Regions from separate parts of the Mus musculus genome. Here region 2 is linked to region 1. Evidence: chromatin contacts called from public HiChIP or PLAC-seq data. All regions are on one chromosome and are shown on one strand. The core of a region is the stretch at or near the end of the contact, and the rest is flanking DNA. Distances in the headings are between cores, read along the strand shown.

Region 1 (3,758 bases), core at 756-3,255:
AGACTAGGCCTAAGTTTCTGTTTCCCAGAACTGGAAAAGTCCAAAATAGTCAATTCCAGGAAAACCACCCCTCACAGGCAGCCAATCAGAAGCTGCCAAGAGTTGCACCTGCCACCAGGCCTGAGCCAAGACTGAGCCAAGAATAGTTAATGAATAATGGTTCTGGAAAGTTCCCAAAATTCCCCCAGAACACTGACCAATCCCAAAGCCACCCATACCCCTGGAAATTGAGCCAACCAATCAGGATAAAGGTCAACTACTCCTCCCTGGTATTCCCCTAATTGGCTTTAAATTGAGCTTGCAAAATTTACATGTCTGTCTCCATCCTATTGAATAGTAGACCCCTGCATGCTAGAATTCTGCAGAATAAAATGATCTTTGTTTTTGCATGCTACTTGAGTCTGAGGTCTTCCTTCAATGATTCTTGTACCCTAACATTATAAGACCCCCAAAGAAAGCCAAAAAGAAGAGATAAGTGTTCAAAAATATCACCCTGTCTGGGAGCTTTTCTGATTCAATCAACTACATTCTGACCCTGGCCACTATAGGCTCATGGTCATCCATGATGAAAATGCATTCAGTTTAGCTTCAATGATCCTAATAGTCTGCAGCAGCCCATACACTCTTTGAATGTCCAAAGTCTCTTCTGACACTTAAGACAATCTCTTGATTGTCCCATCTTATAAAATCAGAAATCAAGCTATATCTTTCCAACATATAACAGAACAGAATATCCCTTCCCATTCCAATATAGAGGAATGTGTACATAATGAGGAAAGACTGGACTAAAGCCAGAAACACAGTAGGGCAAACAACAAATCCTGCAGACCTGCCTCAGACACATCGGGCCTCAGTTTTAAAAGGCTTAGATTGTCTCATCCCTGCAACCTCTCATGCACCTCTTGGATAGTTTTTTTCCATTCCCTGTATACACCTCTCCGTGGCAGGTGTCTCATAGCTTAGGTATCTCAACATCTTGTGGTCTCAAAATGCAACTCAGGTTTCATCCTCACAGGTTTCTGCAATGTACTCTCACAGTAACTTTCCTCACTCAGGCTCTAAGTCTGTCAAACATAGATGGCTGGAACAGTGCAGAACTGAAATCACAGAGGAAGAATCCATGACCTTAAATTTTGCATCTTTTTTTTCTTTTTTCTTTTCAATATCACTTTACTGGTAGTGTCTGGTTTAACATGAGGCACTTGACATGAAAGGGAACCCATGCCTAACACTGCCTGGATTTCTAGGACCCTTACAGAGACATAAATGGCAATCATGGAGCCAGCATGGATCTGTGCCAGGTGCTCTGCTAATATGTTATAGCTGTTAGCTTGGTGTTTTTGTGGGACTCCTAACAGTGGGAGAAGGTGTAACCCTGATTCTTTTGCTTGATCATGAGACACTTTTCCTCCTATCACGTTGCCTTGTTCAACCTCAATGTGAAGACTTTCACCTTGTCTTTTTCTATCTTGTGTTGTTATGTTTGACTGTTCTCTTTTGGATATCTGCTCCTTTCTGAAGAGGAAATGGGGATGGGGGGTTGGATCTTAGGGAGAAGAGGATAGGAAATGGTGGGGGTAGCTAGGAGAGTGTAGGTAGGGGAAACAGTGGTCAGGATATATTGTATGAGAGAAGAATCTATCTTCAATTAAAAACTTGATTCAAGCCGGGCATGGTGGCGCACGCCTTTAATCCCAGCACTCAGGAGGCAGAGGCAGGTGGATTTCTGAGTAGGAGGACAGCCTGGTCTACAGAGTGAGTTCCAGGACAGCCAGGGCTATATAGAGAAACCCTGTCTCAAAAAAACAAAAACCAAACCAAACCAAACCAAGCCAAACCAAACCAAAACAAAAACCCTTAATTCAACATTGCTTAAATGAAAATGCAAAGAAGAAGGGAAGCAATAATGAACAAAGAAAAGGGAAATAGTGAAGACAGGGACAGTATGACAGTGACAGATACAGTACTCATTCTGTTTTTGTAGACGGTGATCATTACACAGGAGGGTGAAAACATCATCTTGGAGGCTTACTTCCTCATTCTGATAACCTAGACCTAGTCCTGAAAGTTTCTAGCCTGGGTACAATCTTATCTAGGTCTAGAATGACTTACTTAACTGCTGAATAAACTCACCGTTTCTTTTTATTTCTGAACTCTAGCTGGCTGGTCAACTCAGCTGTTCTGGCTCAAAATCTCTTCATGCTAGCTGATTCAAACTAGTTTCTTTCACTTCTGACTGAATTGTTGTACTCAGCCTCAAAAGAACTCTAGCAGTCTATTCTTATTTTCTGGCTCCTCATTCTCTGGCTTGTCCTCTCTTCACCTCTGTCTAGCTTGTTCTCTCTTTAACCGGTCTCCATAAAACTCTTTTGGTAAAACTGCCTTCTCCTCTCACCCTCTGTGATGCTTTCTCTTATTCCTCTGTCTTTTCTTGAGAGTTGGATTTTTCATATTCTGTCAGATCTTTCTCTGACTCATCATTTTGTCAATAAGACGTCACTTTCAAACACGAGTGCTTACCTCTAAAACTAACTTTACCTTCATCGTTTGGTAGCAAAGTTGTGTACTAAGGGCTGAGCCACACCACAATTAGAAACAGCTTTTTTTTTTTTTTTAAGTATATTAGACAGTCTGGGGGTTCACAATGTGATCAAATAACCTGCAATACAAGCTCATTACAAGCTCACCTTGGGTCCAGTATATATTTGTGAAATCAGAAGTTTTGCTCTCAGCAATGTGAAATATATACCATTCAGGAAACAAAAGCTTATGTTAGCTTTCACTAGTTTGGAATGTGGAATTACAGAGATTTTTGCTCATTTCCTTCCAAAGGAATACTCTTGGTTGTTTCTAAGAAAAACTAATGTTTTAATAACTATTCAAATAGTAGAAATAAATATGTGATGTTATACAAAATTGCTACATTGATTATATTATACATTAAGCACAAGTAAACTGATGTATAAAAAATGTTAAATGTTTAAACACATTCTCCAAAGCAAAAATGAAAGTGTTACCATATAAGTTATTTAACCCAGAGAAAACAAAGAGGTAAGTCTGTTATCTAAAACTATTACAAACTATGTTTGTTCAACTGGAATTTATCGTCAGTATTTAAAATCAAACAAAATGGTCAGTGAGTTTTTACTTTTTCATGCAGTATGACTAATGGCGGAAAACTCTCATAACATCCAAATAAAGACATTTTCTGCATTTTTAGTGTATAACTGTTTGCCTCTCATCTCTATCATAACTCTTGCTACAAAAAGCTTGATATTTCATTTCTCTTCTCCACATAATGTTCTAAAAGAACATTAGACAAACCCTTTGGAGAAGATTGCTTCAGCTAGATTCTGTGCTTTCTGCCCCTTATTTTCTATGGCTACCTGTAATGTAGATAAGATGGCTGCAGCTCTCATATCCAACTGACTATAAGAGTGCACTAAAGTTCAAAATGAGATGGGAGAAAGAAGTGGGTTGACACTGCTTAAGCTGCAATTACATGCTGTTTTATGACCAAATGCAACACAGACTGTGAGAGTCTTTACAAGTGCATAATCCTTTAACCACTGCTATTGTCTTCTTTCCTTTAGCACAATGTCCCCTTGAGGCACCCAGCTTGTCTTCAACAAATGAACATTGAGTTATTCTCATAGTTAGACCACCATGAATACAATTGCAATGAACATGAGAATTCTGGTACTTCTTAAAACTAATTTTAAGTGCATGGAAAACACACTGATTAAGATTGCTAGGTT
Region 2 (3,758 bases), core at 721-3,220, 350 kb before region 1:
CACAGCTGTTTTTGCTCTTTGGAGTCTTTTGTTTATTCCTGCAATTTCCGTTTTTCCCACCAGAGGGAGACTGTCGCTTTTTTAAAGGACAATTCCTTCCTTTTCGCATGTCAGGCACACAGCTCTGAGAGTTGTTGTACCTTGTTAGTCGGTTGATCTTAACTACAGTGTGTTTAAGTACAAACTACACACCAGGTTTTGAAGATAGTAGAATAAAAATGCAGACCGTCCTTTTAGTCTATATAATAAACTAGTTACATGTTAACATATGTTAGGTATGTTAAATATAGCATTAATTTAACTTATTCCCCACATCGACTCCCCTCCCCTCATCGCTCAGAGATTGAACCCTGGGCCTTGCGTATACTTGCAAATACTCTACCATCGAGTTACACCCTTTATCTATTTTAGATGTTTAACGACAGTGTGTCTAGAAAAGGATTTAAAAGTACATATGTGACTGATTTAATATTTCTATCAGATAGTGGCTCTTCCCAGTGTCAAACCCCAAAGTAACTCTGAAGACCATCAAGGATCCAAGGCATCCGTTTGAAGAGGAGCAGGTGGAGAGGAGACTGTGGTGGAGACCGGCCAGCAACACAACCCCACTTAACCCACAATGGGCTCTGGAGTTTTCTTTACTGACACCTTGCGTGTCATTTCTTCCTCTTTGGTGCTGGAATTCTCGGGTTCCACAGAAGGCTCCGGGCTTATATTATTTCACTTGATCAGCAAGGTTCACCATCCCAGGTCTCTCTTGACCTTGAAGACTGGCAGTGGGCTACTTAGAACTTTTGGCTTCCTTTTTTTGTTTGTTTGTTTTTTGTTTTTCGAGACAGGGTTTCTCTGTGTAGTCCTGGCTGTCCTGGAACTCACTCTGTAGACCAGGCTGGCCTCGAACTCAGAAATCCGCCTGCCTCTGCCTGGGTGCTGGGACCAAAGGCGTGCGTCACCACGCCCCGGCGATGTGGCTTTCTTTTCTAAAACCCTTTGACTCGCTCAATTCACTTGTGCCTGGGGATTATAGTGACTCTTAACGGAATGTGTTCAAGGATGAAAAGACAGAACCAGTAGGACTGGCTGGTTGTTACTCAGTAGCCATCACATTCTGCTTCCTCCCGAGAGCTCAAATAGCCTGTAGCCCCGCCTGTGCAGGGGTGATTGACATTCATATGACCAGTGAGTAACTGGATATCGTGTGCATTTCAAAAGCTCCCTTAGCACCTATTCAAGAGTAACCTCGCGAATCAACAACGGGGGACCTGTGAGGCAAGGTCAGAGTTGTAGGCAGTGATCCTCGGTGCGAGGCCGGCCCCACAGCCCTCGTTGGGCACAGCTGGCAGCACTGTAGCTGTGAGAGTCAGTGGTCATTTCACGTGTGGCGCCAGTGGAGGTCCAGTGGCACAGGGACTTGAGTCAATTATTTTGTTTAGGTGGAGAGAACCGTGCATGTGGAGGCAGATGTTTCCCCAAGCAAGGGAAAACAGAATCTGGGTCACTTCTGTTCTCAGAGATTGCCAGTGAGAGGAGCTGAGCTGGTGGCCCATCCATCTTGCTTGGGAATGGCTTCAGTGTCCCCCAACCTGACCTCTCTCATCTGCAGTCAATTGAAGAACTGGTGAACGATCAGCCTTTGCTCTGGGGTCCCACTGTGCGTCCTCTGTTGCTGTCTCTGAGCTTACTTTTCATTTGCATGATGAGCATATTACATATAAATAGTAAAAATCACCATGGGACATCAGGACTTAAACAGGAAGCATGTATTGTGTCATACAGTCTTGTGTGTTGGGAATTTGAGACATCTTAGTGGGGTCGTTTCACTACAGTCTCTCTCGGACGAGGGAGAACGTCTACTCCGTCATTAGGAGATTTGGCTGGAGGTGGGGCTTAATTGCTTTCAGGTGTTCATGCCTCCGGCTGCTCGCAGAGACCTCACTTCCTCATCTCACGAGTCTCTCCACTACTGCCTCAGAGTCCTGTGACATGACCGCAAGCAACAGCAATGCGTGACAGCAAGACAGTAAACTTCTTTCTATACTCTAAGGTCAGCCTGACTCAAGGAAATGACTACCAGGAAGTCTAAGCTACCGTGGACCATCATGAACGCTATGAACACAGTGGACTAATATCAGTTCTGTTCATTGAATCCCAATGTTTTTCATTTGTTTGTTTTGAGACAGGGTGTCCTAGGCTGGCTTCAAACCGCTACTGCTCCCTGAGTGCTGGAACTAAACCACATTTGGTTTGTGCAGTGCTGAGGATGGAACTCGGGGCTCTGCTGGTAATAGACAAGCACTCTACCAACCGAATTACATCAACAGTCCCATTGTGAGGCTTTGTGTACATACTCTGTGTTAGACTCCCCCCTCCCCCCACTATGACACATAGTGAAATGTGTTCTGAGAGGAACAAATTAAAGAGAGAATTTGTTTTGGGTCACAGTTTCAGATGCTTAGTTCCTGACCCTTTGCCGTGTTTCTAGATCTTCAGTGAGGTGGAACACCGTGGTGGCAGGAGTATACGGCAGATACTGTTCACCCCATAGTGGCCAGAAGTCAAAGAAGGAGACAGGAAGGACACAAAGGGGAAGGGGTAAAAGATACATCCTTCAGGGGCACACCCTAAACGACCTGCTTCTCTTATCTGGATCCCACTTCCTGTTTTGGCTGTCTCCTAAGAATGCTCTCATATTACGAATCTACCAAGGAAGGAGTCCAGGATCTGAAGGTTCCAATTCCTTCTCAAATGCCCATTGTCTCGACACCTAAGATTCTGTAGTGTCTGTTTGTGGAAGGCATTTCGTATTCAAACCTTAAAGCCACTGCAGAGCAAACCCACAGTCAGAGGGTGTGGTTGCTAAAAACAGCCGCTAAGGGGACTGCTGGAGCTGGGCTCTGAGGAGGAAGTACCACAAAGGGCTCAGGGACAGACAACTAAGAAGTTTCGAAGCTAGTGTCTTCTAGCTTTCTCTGCTGTTTCCATGTGAACAAATTACGATGACTTAGGAAATCTTTCCATCGCACTTGAGTGCACACCAAAGGCTGGTTTTGATAATTCGTTAGTGTTCTCTCTAAATTTCAGGCATTCTAGAAGGTGTGGTCCAAGACGGAGACTGACACGTATTAGCACGGAGCTCCGAGACTCCAAAGGGATTGAGTGCACTTTGTGACTGTCAACAGGTTCCATTATCAAGACTTTGCAAGACTCCATGTAATTTCTCAAATCTTGTATTGATTCCTTAAAATAGTCACACAGAGGAAGTTTTATGAATTTTTGATGTTTTTGTAATGATAAAGTACTTTTTAAAAATAGAAAATGGGGTTTCTTTTTTGTAGCCCTGGACATCTGGAACTTACTATGTATATCAGGCTAGAATATGCATAAAATTTGATTTTGAGTTTTTCCTGGTTAATTTTTGCATACTCCTCTATAGTAATGTACTGATTATCCCAGCTGTGTAGTAAATTACTCCACATAATAGATATAATAGCACCCATTCTATTCTAATTATGGTTTTATAGAATAGGATTCAGGAAAGCTGGGCTGTTCACCTGTGGGATTTCCCCCTCTTTTCTGTCCTTGCGTCCCCTTTCCTTTTCTTCCCTTCCTGCCCTTTCTTTCCTTCCTTCCTTCCTTCTTTCTTTCTTTCTCTCTCTCTCTCTCTCTCTCTTTCTCTCTTTCTCTTTCTCTCTTCCTGGCAAAAGCCTTACCATCTCCCTGCACAAGTATGCTCCTGCCAAGTTCATCCATCTGTGGGT

The links. HiChIP or PLAC-seq counts read pairs in DNA pulled down with a chosen protein or histone mark.
Region 2: a contact with region 1 is called in an H3K4me3 HiChIP or PLAC-seq map of bone marrow-derived macrophages, with 10 times the contacts expected there. The contact joins two enhancer-like sites. A contact is called at or near these places in 1 of 39 promoter capture datasets (the 3T3-L1 cell line), 2 of 15 datasets of contacts at CTCF or cohesin (large pre-B cells and pro-B cells), 3 of 484 Hi-C or Micro-C datasets (CD4 T cells, bone marrow-derived macrophages and nephron progenitors), 35 of 115 datasets of contacts at active chromatin or transcription factors (the 230-238 cell line, DN3 thymocytes, T-cell acute lymphoblastic leukemia and 26 more) and 2 of 9 other capture datasets (bone marrow-derived macrophages and embryonic tail).

Annotation. Positions count from the first base shown.
Region 1 is chr9:124,273,191-124,276,948 of GRCm38.p6, forward strand. The region is part of intron 1 of Gm39469 (zinc finger protein 431-like); the gene reads right to left. Among named protein-coding and RNA genes, the nearest start is that of Gm39469, 8.3 kb to the right of the region's middle. Within about 2 kb of position 2,006, at least 13 of the 459 cell types and tissues checked have an H3K27ac peak or open chromatin away from gene starts, as enhancers often do. A contact at or near this core is called in bone marrow-derived macrophages, where this site is marked.
Region 2 is chr9:123,926,266-123,930,023 of GRCm38.p6, forward strand. Gm51701 (a long non-coding RNA gene) reads left to right here. Exons shown (of 2, transcript XR_003948284.1): 2 at 482-2,441. Among named protein-coding and RNA genes, the nearest start is that of Gm51701, 3.0 kb to the left of the region's middle. Within about 2 kb of position 1,971, at least 175 of the 459 cell types and tissues checked have an H3K27ac peak or open chromatin away from gene starts, as enhancers often do. A contact at or near this core is called in bone marrow-derived macrophages, where this site is marked.